4 separate regions of the Mus musculus genome follow, and all the other regions are linked to region 4. The links are chromatin contacts, called in public ChIA-PET maps. All regions are on one chromosome and are shown on one strand. Each heading gives the region's core, a stretch centred on a gene start, on an enhancer-like site or on the middle of the called end of the contact. The rest is flanking DNA. Distances are from core to core; before and after follow the strand shown. Region 1 holds the start of Atp5g1 (ATP synthase, H+ transporting, mitochondrial F0 complex, subunit C1 (subunit 9)). Region 2 holds the start of Slc35b1 (solute carrier family 35, member B1). Region 3 overlaps Fam117a (family with sequence similarity 117, member A). Region 4 has its middle 3.8 kb from the start of Gm29873.

Evidence for each region. ChIA-PET counts read pairs in DNA pulled down with a chosen protein or histone mark.
Region 1: an RNA polymerase II ChIA-PET map of memory CD8 T cells shows a contact between it and region 4, with 5 read pairs. The contact joins the promoter of Atp5g1 here to the enhancer-like site in region 4. A contact is called at or near these places in 12 of 39 promoter capture datasets (the 3T3-L1 cell line, the C10 cell line, the HPC-7 cell line and 8 more), 13 of 484 Hi-C or Micro-C datasets (the G1E-ER4 cell line, embryonic fibroblasts, embryonic stem cells and 1 more), 11 of 115 datasets of contacts at active chromatin or transcription factors (T-cell acute lymphoblastic leukemia, bone marrow-derived macrophages, craniofacial prominence and 7 more) and 3 of 9 other capture datasets (embryonic stem cells, liver and pancreatic islet).
Region 2: an RNA polymerase II ChIA-PET map of memory CD8 T cells shows a contact between it and region 4, with 6 read pairs. The contact joins the promoter of Slc35b1 here to the enhancer-like site in region 4. A contact is called at or near these places in 1 of 39 promoter capture datasets (liver), 1 of 15 datasets of contacts at CTCF or cohesin (embryonic stem cells), 2 of 484 Hi-C or Micro-C datasets (cerebellar granule neurons and palatal mesenchyme), 6 of 115 datasets of contacts at active chromatin or transcription factors (embryonic forebrain, embryonic limb bud, embryonic stem cells and 3 more) and 3 of 9 other capture datasets (embryonic stem cells, liver and pancreatic islet).
Region 3: an RNA polymerase II ChIA-PET map of memory CD8 T cells shows a contact between it and region 4, with 11 read pairs. The contact joins two enhancer-like sites. A contact is called at or near these places in 1 of 39 promoter capture datasets (the 3T3-L1 cell line), 3 of 115 datasets of contacts at active chromatin or transcription factors (memory CD8 T cells, microglia and pancreatic cancer cells) and 1 of 9 other capture datasets (embryonic stem cells).

What each region holds. Positions count from the first base shown.
Region 1 is chr11:96,074,297-96,076,996 of GRCm38.p6, reverse strand. Atp5g1 (ATP synthase, H+ transporting, mitochondrial F0 complex, subunit C1 (subunit 9)) reads left to right here and starts at 1,366. Exons shown (of 5, transcript NM_001161419.1): 1 at 1,366-1,440; 2 at 1,964-2,010. The coding sequence starts at 1,972.
Region 2 is chr11:95,383,461-95,386,160 of GRCm38.p6, reverse strand. Slc35b1 (solute carrier family 35, member B1) reads right to left here and starts at 1,305. Exons shown (of 9, transcript NM_016752.3): 1 at 1,048-1,305; 2 at 257-360. The coding sequence starts at 1,151.
Region 3 is chr11:95,355,450-95,358,149 of GRCm38.p6, reverse strand. All of the region lies in intron 1 of Fam117a (family with sequence similarity 117, member A), which reads right to left. Among named protein-coding and RNA genes, the nearest start is that of Fam117a, 20 kb to the right of the region's middle. Within about 2 kb of position 1,264, at least 145 of the 459 cell types and tissues checked have an H3K27ac peak or open chromatin away from gene starts, as enhancers often do. A contact at or near this core is called in memory CD8 T cells, where this site is marked.
Region 4 is chr11:95,689,768-95,692,467 of GRCm38.p6, reverse strand. No RefSeq gene overlaps it. Among named protein-coding and RNA genes, the nearest start is that of Gm29873, 3.8 kb to the right of the region's middle. Within about 2 kb of position 1,412, at least 16 of the 459 cell types and tissues checked have an H3K27ac peak or open chromatin away from gene starts, as enhancers often do. A contact at or near this core is called in the G1E-ER4 cell line and memory CD8 T cells, where this site is marked.

The DNA of each region.
Region 1 (2,700 bases), core at 117-2,616, 380 kb before region 4:
TGACTCAAGGAGGGTGGAGCATTTAAAGGTCCTCAGTTACTCAAGAATTACTGGGTCAAAGAGGATGGCTCATTCATAGCATTTCAAATAAAAAGTATTGCCAAACTGCTTTCCAGGAAGGTTTTCTAATTCACTAGTGAATGGTTACTGCAGTCCTGTTTTTCTGTCCCTACCCTTTGTGCTTGTGTGCATACACATGTGGTTTTGTTTGTTTCTTTGTTGTTGCTGGTTTTTTGAGACAGGGTTTCCTCTATATAGCCCTGGCTGTCCTGGAACTCACTTTGTAGACCAGGCTGGTCTCGAACTCAGAAATCTGCCTGCATCTGCCTCCCAAGTGCTGGGATTAAAGGTGTGCGCCACCACTGGCCGGCATTGTTTTGTCGTTTTAAGCCAGGTTTTGCTACTTACTCCAGACTGGCCTGGAGCAAGTGCTCCGTCTTCCTGCCTTAGCCTTCCGATGTCTGAAATTACAAGCATGCACCACCTGAATTCTTTGCACGCTTCATCCTACCAATTATTATTTTCGTTTTAGAGTTCTCCCCACTCCCAATACAATTGTCTAGCCCTACCTTGTTTTTTTTACCTAAACTCAAGAAGCTTAGTCTGGCCTTGAACTCCTGACTTTCCTGTCTCCTAAGCACCTGCCAAGTGCTAAAATTTCGGGTACGAAATAGCAAGCCTGGTTTTAATTGTATTTTGTTGAGTTTTTTTTTTCCACCATTCAACTTGTGAGTCCATGTTGACTGACTACTGACAGACCCACAAGAGCACGCTCACTACTTAGAAGTTTTCCAGCCTGCCTTAATACTTGGACGAAAATGGGGGTTTTTACAAATCACGATGGTGGAAGGTACTGTAAAGGCGTCGGCTCTCCTTGCCAGGAAGCAACATCTCGCGGGATGTCGGTGGTCCTTGAGTCCTTGGACAGGACTACAAGGCCCAACATGCAATGCGCCCCAAGGTCCAAGCGGCCGAATGAAGGCCTGGAGCCCTTATCACGTGTCAGCTTGCGTCAAGCGGCCGGTTGTCACTCCCACGCTTTTTTCTTCCGCTTGCACCTTGGTCGCCATTTTGTGTTGAAGGTTGTAGAACCTCTGAGTCTCGTCGACTCTATGGTCAAGCATTTCGGGATTCGACCAATCGTAACCCCGAACTCGGAAAAAGAACCCGCCTTTATCCGCAAGGAGGCGGGAATTGCCACGAAGCTCCTGTGGAGAGAGAGGAAGAAGCTGAAGAAGACCAATAAGAAGGATGGAGTTGATGACGCCAGCCAATTGGAACGTGGAGAGATAACGACCAATGGGAGTGAAGGGACTCCGAACACGTGGGTGGGGGAGCTGAGCGCTCAGACCAAGGGCTAAAGCTGGGAGGTGAGTCAGTCACCTTGAGCAGGGAGTGTGCTGTGGGCCGAGCAGGGGCTGCAGGGGAGTGGGAGTGCAGGTGACTTGGGGCTGGGAGACAGGGGTCCGCAAGGCCGTGGGTTGTGCCACGTGGAGCACCATTTGCCTCCAGGGATAGGGAAGGAGGACTAGAGTCTTTAAGCCTTATCAATTAATGTTAATTACCAACGGTAATGAGCGATAAACGGCCGCTGGGGAGAGTAGGGGACAGCAGTGTAACTTGGGCAGGATCCTGCACGACGTCTGCCAGTTTCTGCCTCCGGTCTTCCCGGGAGACCATTCCTTTTCGCAACATTTCCCTCTTGGGGCCTGAGCCACCTCCTTTTATTTCCGATCTCGGTTGCTGTCCTTCTGCAGACCCGCTGCGCAGAGAGTGGTTGACCCCGGAATCTGCTCTGTCCTTCTGACCTCTAATGCCCTCCTTAGCTGGGGTATAGGAAGAGGGTTGGGGGGAACGATTGGAGGTGGATGGGGACAACAGGAGGTTGCCAGTATAAGCAGACACCCGGGCTTTCATAGGAATTACGGTTTTTTTTTTTTTTCTTTTCTCCCCCTTCTTGCAGATTGAAAAATGCAGACCACCAAGGCACTGCTCATTTCTCCAGCTCTGGTAAGCGGAAGCTCCGGGTTTCCCTATAGTGCCGGGTATGGTATGGGAGCAATCATGTTTAATGAATGGACTAAGAGGGGCTGGCGTTCCGTGATGATGATGATGGCTATTGGCGGAGGGTATAGGAGCTGTTGCAGGTAACCTATGTTTATTCAGGCCTGTAAACCAAGCCGTCGTGGCTTTCTGAGCGTCCTCAGATAAGCTAGAGCTGACCTTTTATTACAGTCCTGGGTTGGCTGTAGCCAGACAGCCGGAAAACAGTTTTTCTCAACCTCGGCTGCGTGTTCAGTTCATCTGGAAAGCCTAATGCTTCTACTGCCCAGACTGCTCCTCAGACCAATTGCATCAGACTGAGAATGAAGGTGGAACCCCTAAGCAATTTTGGTAGAATGCCCCAGGTGATGCCAATGTTCTGCCAAGCCTGAGAGTCATTGTACTGAATAATGTGTCAAGCAATCCGTGTCACTGGGAGCTTTCCTAAGATGGCTGTTCTGGGAGTCAAACCAGGCTTCCTGGCCCGCTGCCTGAAGGATATATGTTGCTGTGAATGCATCTTAGTAAATCTCTCCCCTTGATTGCCTTTTGTTACCTCAACAACTGACTGGATGTTTGGGTCTTACTCTATTCTGGGAAACTGATTAGGTCTGTGCCCTTGGAAATGGACTTTGGTATCCGGTTTGGTTTGGGTTT
Region 2 (2,700 bases), core at 56-2,555, 310 kb after region 4:
TGTTCTAAGGGCTTTCAATGGGGATTTGGAATATAGACGGCCCAGTCGTCTCCAACTAAAAAGTTGGTATAATTTAGAGGCCTAATATTTTAATCTCATTTCACAGCCATTGGTTTTACAGTCTGTAGAGAAGCTGTTTAAATACTCAAGGGTGTGGAGGTAGGGAAAACTTTGATTTTTAAAGATGAATCCACGTCTATGCCCAGAATATGGGAGGAAGGAGAGTGAGCCCAACAAATTACTATGAGGTACTCACAGATCTTGGCAAACATAGCATTGATCACACACTGGATGAAAACCAAAGTTAAGGCAAAGGTGAATGTCTCCTGTTTGGGTCCTTCTCCATACTTCCCTCTTGTGCTAAGACGAAACACATAAAAAAGCAATTAGTGTGTGCTACTCGGTGGCATCAAGTATGTTCAGATCCACTGAGAGCTTTGGAAGTATCATGCTTTTGTGGGTGTAGTTAGAGTTAGGAAGGATTACTGAGCTCATTTACCCAAAGGAGACGATTTGATTTAAGCCTAAAAACTAAGTCTAAACAGTAGACGCCAACCTACTGCTACCATAGCCTAAGGAAAAAATATCCGTAAAGGACACAGGTAGGAGAAAAAAAAAAAGTCAAGACAGCTGAACAAAAGTATCCCCCGTAGGAGAAAAAAAAAAAAAAAAGGCAAGACCCAGAGCAAGAAGATTAACGGTCTGCAAACACCTCGGGGCTTTCTAAAAATAAAATAAAATAAGACCTGGCTCAGGTCACGGAGCACTCTTGGAATCAACAAAAGTAAAAATATCTAAAGGGAAAAAAAAAATCGCGTTCTAAAACTCCAGAGGCCGGCCCTGAAATTTTAGAATTACAAGGATGCTCAGCTAGCAATGTATAATAGCAGGGTGCAAAAAAAGGTCAGAGGGCCGAGCCGGAGAAGAGAAAACCCTGTACCAGACACAGGAAGCCTGAAGACTAGACCGTAAAATGGATGGTGGAGACTGAATTCCGGCCCTGGCTGGGGGATGCTAGGAGTCCTGCCCCCTCAAGGGTCTGCTCACATCTTCTCCTGCAGGATCCCATAGTAGAAATAGCAGACAAAGACACCCAAGAAGCAGAGCGGCAGGCGCAGCCGATCAGGCACCAGGGATCTACTAGCGGCCATGAGACGCACGGACGAGTCGGCCGAAGATCCGTTCAGAGCAGGTAGCGGTACCGGCGGCGAAGGCGAAAGCTCCAGGCGGACATCGCCGGCCGGCGGCAGGGACCTCATAGGAGCTGCGTGCGACCGCCGGCTCGTAGGCCGGAGCAGCTACCTCCAGATATGCCAGCTCAGAGCTTCCGAGAGGGAAATGCCTCCTGCCCCGGCAGGAGCGTTCTAGGAAAGAAGGAAGGCTTTAAGATCTTGGCTCCATTCCTGGTGGCCAGGAAAGCCAGCCATATCGAGGTTATTGTCTCCTCTTTTAGGTTTTTCCGATCAGGCAACGCCGAGGACATCTACAAGCTGGAGCTCGGTGGGGAGGCCTAGGCGATTACGCGGCGTATAGTGATGACGTATAAGTATGTGGATGTTATCAATTGGCTCCGCAGAGCGAAAATAGACAGATGGGCGGAGAAAGAGGCGGTGAGGCCAGAAGAGAATTAAAGGCTTTTTTTTTTTTTTGCAGTTGGCTGTCAGGCCTCGGCTGGGTCCTAACGCCAAGAACGCTTCATAGAGCCGTAGCGCCCTCTAGCCGCTGCCCAACGTTAGCGACTCCAACCCTGTCTACCCTGTGTTCAAGACCTGGCTAAGAAGTCCAGGTCCTCTTCTTTGGGCAGGGAGCCACCGGGCAGGCTCTGTGATAGGTCAGGGCTCTTATCACTTAGAGGCAGCACATCACGTGTTGCTTAAATTCCGAGCTACAGTTTTCTCGCTCTGCAAACGAGGGGTAATTAGTAATAACCACCCTGTCACTCATTGAACGGTGTGAGGATTAAATGAGCTAAGGTTTACCAAAGTGTTTTATAAACTGTTAAGTGTGCTGTGCAAGTTTGGAGTATTAGTCATCATATTTTCTCAACTCTAATCGTATTTCCTCACCTCTTCGAGGTGAAAAATTCAATTTATTGAAATGCCTTTTAAAAAACAACAAAAGACATAATCACATGTAGCGCAGGCTGTCCTCGAATCTGCTATGTAGAATAATGTTGAATTTACAATCCTTTTCTCTTTACCTCCCTTCCGAGTGTTTTTTTTTTTTTTTTTTTTTTTTTGGTTTTTCGAGACAGGTTTCTCTGTGTAGCCCTGGCTGTCCTGGAACTCACTCTGTAGACCTGGCTGACCTCGAACTCAGAAATCTGCCTGCCTCAGCCTCCCAAGTGCTGGGATTAAAGGAGTGCGCCACCACTGCCTGGCTCCCTTCCAACTTCTTAAGTAAATTTTCTTCAAGACCTTCCAACTCTCCAATGAAGCAACACACACACACACACACACACACCACACCACACCACACCACACCACACCTCTTCCTATTTTTGGTCTCATCCATGGACTTCTCCCTGATTTAACAGTTGGGTCTTCACCTGCTTTGCTAGAATTGCAAAAGCAAGACTTAACACCAGGTCACCAAGTCCCCTACCTAATAACAGTCCCAATTGTCAAGCAGTTGTGGGTCTTGGGTTGCTTTCCTCTAAGCAGGCTTGCTCCTTTGGCACGTCCTCAGGCAAAGGAAGGA
Region 3 (2,700 bases), core at 15-2,514, 330 kb after region 4:
ACCAAAACTGAGTGGGAGCTGCTAACCCAAGGCATCAATTTCCCCTAAGGACAAACCAAAGCCAAAACCAGATAGCGATGCTATCCTGTGCCATCCTTAAAGAGGCTGCAGACTAGCAGGCACAGTGCTGATACCTAGGAGGGGCTATCCAAACAGCATAGGTCTGACAGTCCTATCCTCACTGCAGTGTGACTGCAGCCAACACTACCATCTTCACGGATCTGCCTTCCCTCTGCCAGCAGGGCCCAATCTGGTCCACCTTGCCTCCTAGGGATTCTGAAGAGAAAAGAAATGCAAATATGCTTTTATTCCCGAGGAAGATACAGGGAAGGAGGTGGAGAAAGAGACGACTACTGAGAAGTCTGTTGCAAGAAGGTTCTACAGGTGTATCACAGGCCTGGGGATTGAACCTAGGGCCTCACACACACCAGGCAAGCACTCTACTCCTGAGCTATGGCCCCAGCCCTCTCTTTACTTTTTATTTTGGGACAGGGTCTCCCTACCTTGCCCAGGGTATTCTTGAATTCAATCTTTAGTCTAGGGAAGCCTTGCCTTTCCATTTCTTCTGCCCTAGCCTCCTCAGTAGTTGTGATTACAGGCCTGTCCACCAGGCCTGGCAAGGTACTTGAATTTACTGTATATTCACTGTCCTTTACTAGGGACAGCCTACTGCTCTCCTGGATACTGTCTGTCTGAGAGAAGTGTGCGGAAAGGAGTAGGCAAGGGATACGTGCCTGTAGTCCCAGCACATGGAAGGCAGAGGCATTAGGAACAGGAGTTCCAGGCCAGCCTTGGCTACAGGGTGATCCCTTGTCTCAAACAAACAAAAGTCAATAAAGCTTCTTAGAGACTTGGGCATTGGCAGCTGTTGATGAGCAAGGGCTTAAGCTCCGCGGCTCACAAGCATCCCCTAGCAGACCCACAAGTGAGGGGGAAGTGGGTGCTTATGGGCATACCGGAAAGATGTGGGGAATGGGCGCTGTCCTGCACTCGTGTGATTACAGCTAAAGGATAGGAAGTGTTGAGAAGTCAAAACGGTTGCTTGTGGCTGAAAGATGAACTGGTTTTATTTCTGGAAAGCGCCCCTCTCAGATTTGGGAACCTGGGAGAGAAACAGAACAATCGGCTCCTGTATCAGAGAAGACAAGCCAGTATCATGACAGGCAATGACAAAGCAGCCAGCACTGGGGCATGGGCTGGGTGTCTGCAGGAGGGTGGGGTGTCCTGTTTACAGCACCATGGGGTATTATCGGCCCATCGCATGCAGCAGCCTCCACAGCTCAGCCACCTGGCGAGGCACCCTGGCACCAGGCCAGACCATTTCACCACACAGCTGAGCAGTGGCGGATGCTTTGGTTCTTGGGCAACAGCAAATGGAGAAAACAAAACAAAACAGCACCTACTAGATAAGAAGCCTTAGGTGCTATCTTCCAGAGCCACTTGGCCCTGTCTCCCAACTGCTACACTTGTTATGGCTCCAGGGAGAGGGGCTAAGAGAGGAGAGGCCCAGCAGTCAGGTGGTGTCAACGGAGCCAACTGCACACACGGCAGATAACGCCTTTGGTAAGTAGGTATGAGTGCCCACTGAGCATCAACGCGCTGATAGTCTCTGCTGATGGGAGAGGAGTAAGACAAGAAGCTACTGGCAGGGGAGTAGAGGGGAGAGCTGATGCCACTGCTCCATCAATGCCAGCTATCTGACACCAGGCACACTGGCAGGGGATACCCACACCCACCCCCAGCAAAGGTGCTTTCAGAAGGGCCACCAGTTCGTCTCTGCCTCCCCCTAAGACCTCTCCTTTGAAATCAACTCAAGCCTAACCCTGGCATAGGAACTCGAAGGAGAGGTGAGAGTCCTCAGGATGAAGACTATAGATAATGTAGGGCGTGAGACATCTCTGGTTCTTCTCAGCTTGGCCAGGGGAGAGAGCAATCAGCTCAGACCCAAGCCTTCGGGTTGGGCACCTGGAGGGACAAGTTCATCGTTTCGCTGTCTTGCAGGCCAGGTAGGAGGGAGGAACCTGGGATGGGAAGATGCTCTTAATCCCACCGACAGCATGTGCCTAGCCTTCCTAGTACATCTCCAAAATGGAGACATAATTTTACACCCAGCAAAAAACTCAACAACTAGCTGGTTCAACAAACAAGGCATGAGTCACTTTCTCATGCCATCAGACTTTGAAGCCTTCTCCCATCCCCTCTTTTAAAGAGAAAATAGCCCTCATGACAAATATGCTATAGGAAATAAGAACATCCAGCTGAGGGAACACAAAGCCAAAAGCTATGCATGCTCACCGCGAAGCAGCACAGCGCTACAAGGATCCTGGTTTCTCTCCATGCTCATAGGCACGCGTCTGTTTCCTTTTGTTCAGTAACCAATGAGCTTCACACAGGGATGAGATGCAGGCAAAGCCAGGGCAGTGTGGAGGGACCCTGAGGGACCCTGGGGGCTCCTACCCTGCCTTGTCCACTTGGGGTGTCCACCTGGAGAACAAAATACAACATTTTCCCCCAAGAACTGATTCGCAGGACGGAGGGGAAGTTCCTGCAAACAGCCTCACAGGGATTGTCTTTCTATTTTTGGACGTGTGCTGGGATTGAACAGTGTAGATGGCCTCATGAGCTCCCTGTGGTTTGGGGCCACTTCACTGCTTAACTCGGGACATGTGGGTTTTGGAAGAGAAGCTGTGGTGAAACCGA
Region 4 (2,700 bases), core at 163-2,662:
CCCTGAGCCTGTTCCTGTTGACTCTCCCTCTTGCTCCTGCCGCTCCAGAGACGTCATCTGGTGTGTACACTCCCTTTTACTTAGCTGTGTTCCCTCCGCTTCCTTCTTGCCAGGACTCCCTCCAGCTAGCCTGGCTCCCCTACCCACACTATGGACAAAGGGTTTAGCTGGAGGTTGGCACAAACATACTCTCCTCTCACTAAAAGATGACTGCGTAGATGTCTGTATCTGCCACTGGGCATTAGTTTCTGAACACTTGGGGCTGTGCTGTATCACAGGTCATCTATACTGGCTAATTTTGTATCAACTTGACACAGCTGGAGTTATCACAGAGAAAGGAGCTTCAGTTGGGGAAATGCCTCCATGAGATCCAACTGTAAGGCATTTTCTCAATTAGTGATCAAGCGGGGAGGTCCCCTTGTGGGTGGTGCCATCTCTGGGCTGGTAGTCTTGGGTTCTATAAGAGAGCAGGCTGAGCAAGCCAGGGGAAGCAAGCCAGTAAAGAACATCCCTCCATGGCCTCTGCATCAGCTCCTGCTTCCTGACCTGCTTGAGTTCCAGTCCTGACTTCCTTTGATGATGAACAGTAATATGGAAGTGTAAGCTGAATAAACCCTTTCCTCCCCAACTTGCTTCTTGGTCATGATGTTTGTGCAGGAATAGAAACCCTGACTAAGACATCATCTTCTTTGTTGCTCCCTCCTGGCCAGGTGGAGAGCAGGTTTCCTGTGAAAGGCCACCCATGGGCGTTGGTTAAGAGCATCTCTCCCTTGTACATCACCATCACACCTTCCATAGACAGCTTTAAGAAGCAACTTGTAGGGACCAGTAACTTTGATTGGCTTACTCAATCCGCTCCGAGATGCTACCAGGCCACCACCTACAGCCATCTGCTTTCCACATATAAGGAAACAGACCCAGGCAGGTCACTGCAGCTAGGATGGGAAGAGCCAGGACTCCTGCACTCAGAGCCTCGATCCACATCTCTGCGGCACAGAGCTGTGGCACTAAGCTCTCTGATTCACTGTTCTTCCTTCTCCCAAAGAGTGGGTGAGGTTCCAGGCCAGCTAAACACCCTTCCCAACCTCTCCAAGGTGAAAGGTCTGCTGGTTCAGTGACTCTTCCCAGAGACAAGCGTGACGAGGTTTCCTCCAAGCCTCTGAGTCCCACCAACCTGAAGGTGTCTGCTTGTCGGTCTCAAACCTGGGTCGAGACTTTTCATGGGGATTCGAATCCTGGTCTCAGTGAACACAAACCATTTCTCTGCGAGGACCTGCCTGAATGGCCTGCCCACTAAGGATATCCAAAGAGCATGCCTCAGAATCTCTACCCGCTTCACTCTCAGCCTTTAATACCACCTTCTTCTTTGGGGCTTTTGCTCTAGACTGCCTCCCCACACTTCCTTCCTCCCTGTGCCTATTTCTCTTTACAACAAGCCGGGTATTTTTAACCTGAGGTTTCCATTTATCTTGCCTTGTCTGTCTAATGGGGTCTGGGCTGAGTGTGGGGTGCTGGCACGCTGACAGTGTCTGGACAGAGCTTTTTTATTTTTTTTAGACTTATTTATTTTATATATGTGAATACTCTGTAGCTGTCTTCAGACACCAGAAGAGAGCATCAGATCCCATTACAGATGGTGGTTGTGAGCCACCATGTGGTTGCTGTGATTTGAACTCAGGCCCTCTTAACCACTGAGCCATCTCTCCAGCCTGGGACAGAGCTTTTGTACATGGCTATGAGGCAAAGCTTTGGAAACCTCGTAGGGTACCAAAGTGCAAACTTGTTGTTGGCAAGACTGTATGTGCAGCGAAGTAAAAGACCAAGGAACACGTTGAACCTCATGGGCATATGCATCCTTGGGACAGTCACCAGGATGTCTTTGTCCACTCTCCTGATCTTCATTATGAGAGCGGTACCCTTGAGGACTTAGCAGAGCAATTGCCTCCAGGACCCCTCCACCCCACCTCCTCCTTTTATTCTCTAGTGCTGGGGAATTGAGCCTACCTACGGCCTTGAGCTCAAGGTCCTGCACCAAGCTACACACCTAGATCCTGCCACCATTTTTTAGTGACCTAGCTCCGTGAACACCATGTTCCCTCTGCATACATCTGCTTCCATATTGTCCTATCCCAGCCCCATCCTGGCATGCTGGTCATTTTCTACTGCAGTCTGTCCTCCATCCCCATCTGCATGGGGTCCTTACCCTTCCCCACCTGGTCCCCACCCTGCCACACTGGTCCCCACTTTTCCACACCTGGTCCCCACCCTTCCACACCTGGTCCCCACCCTTCCACACCTGGTCCCTACCCTGCCACACCTGGTCCCCACTCTTCCACACTTCATCCTCAACCTTCCACACCTGGTCCTCATCCTTCCACACCTGGTCCTCATCCTTCCACACCTGGTCCTCACCCTGCCACACCTGGTCCCCACTCTTCCACGCCTGTCTCTCTTCTCTGCACCCAGGTGCTTAATAAAGAAACTTTTATTCAAAGTCCAAACAACCACAAAGAAAAGATGACTGGGTATTTAGAGTTTTGTAGTATGTGTGTCTCTGTGTGTGTGCTTGCGTTCTTCTCTTTCTGCATACAGTTTTCTTAAAAACCAAAACAATAACAACTAAACAGGTTGGTAGCAAAGAGGTTTTTCCTTCTCCTCCTCCTCCTCCTCCTCCTCCTCCTCCTCCTCCTCCTCCTCCTC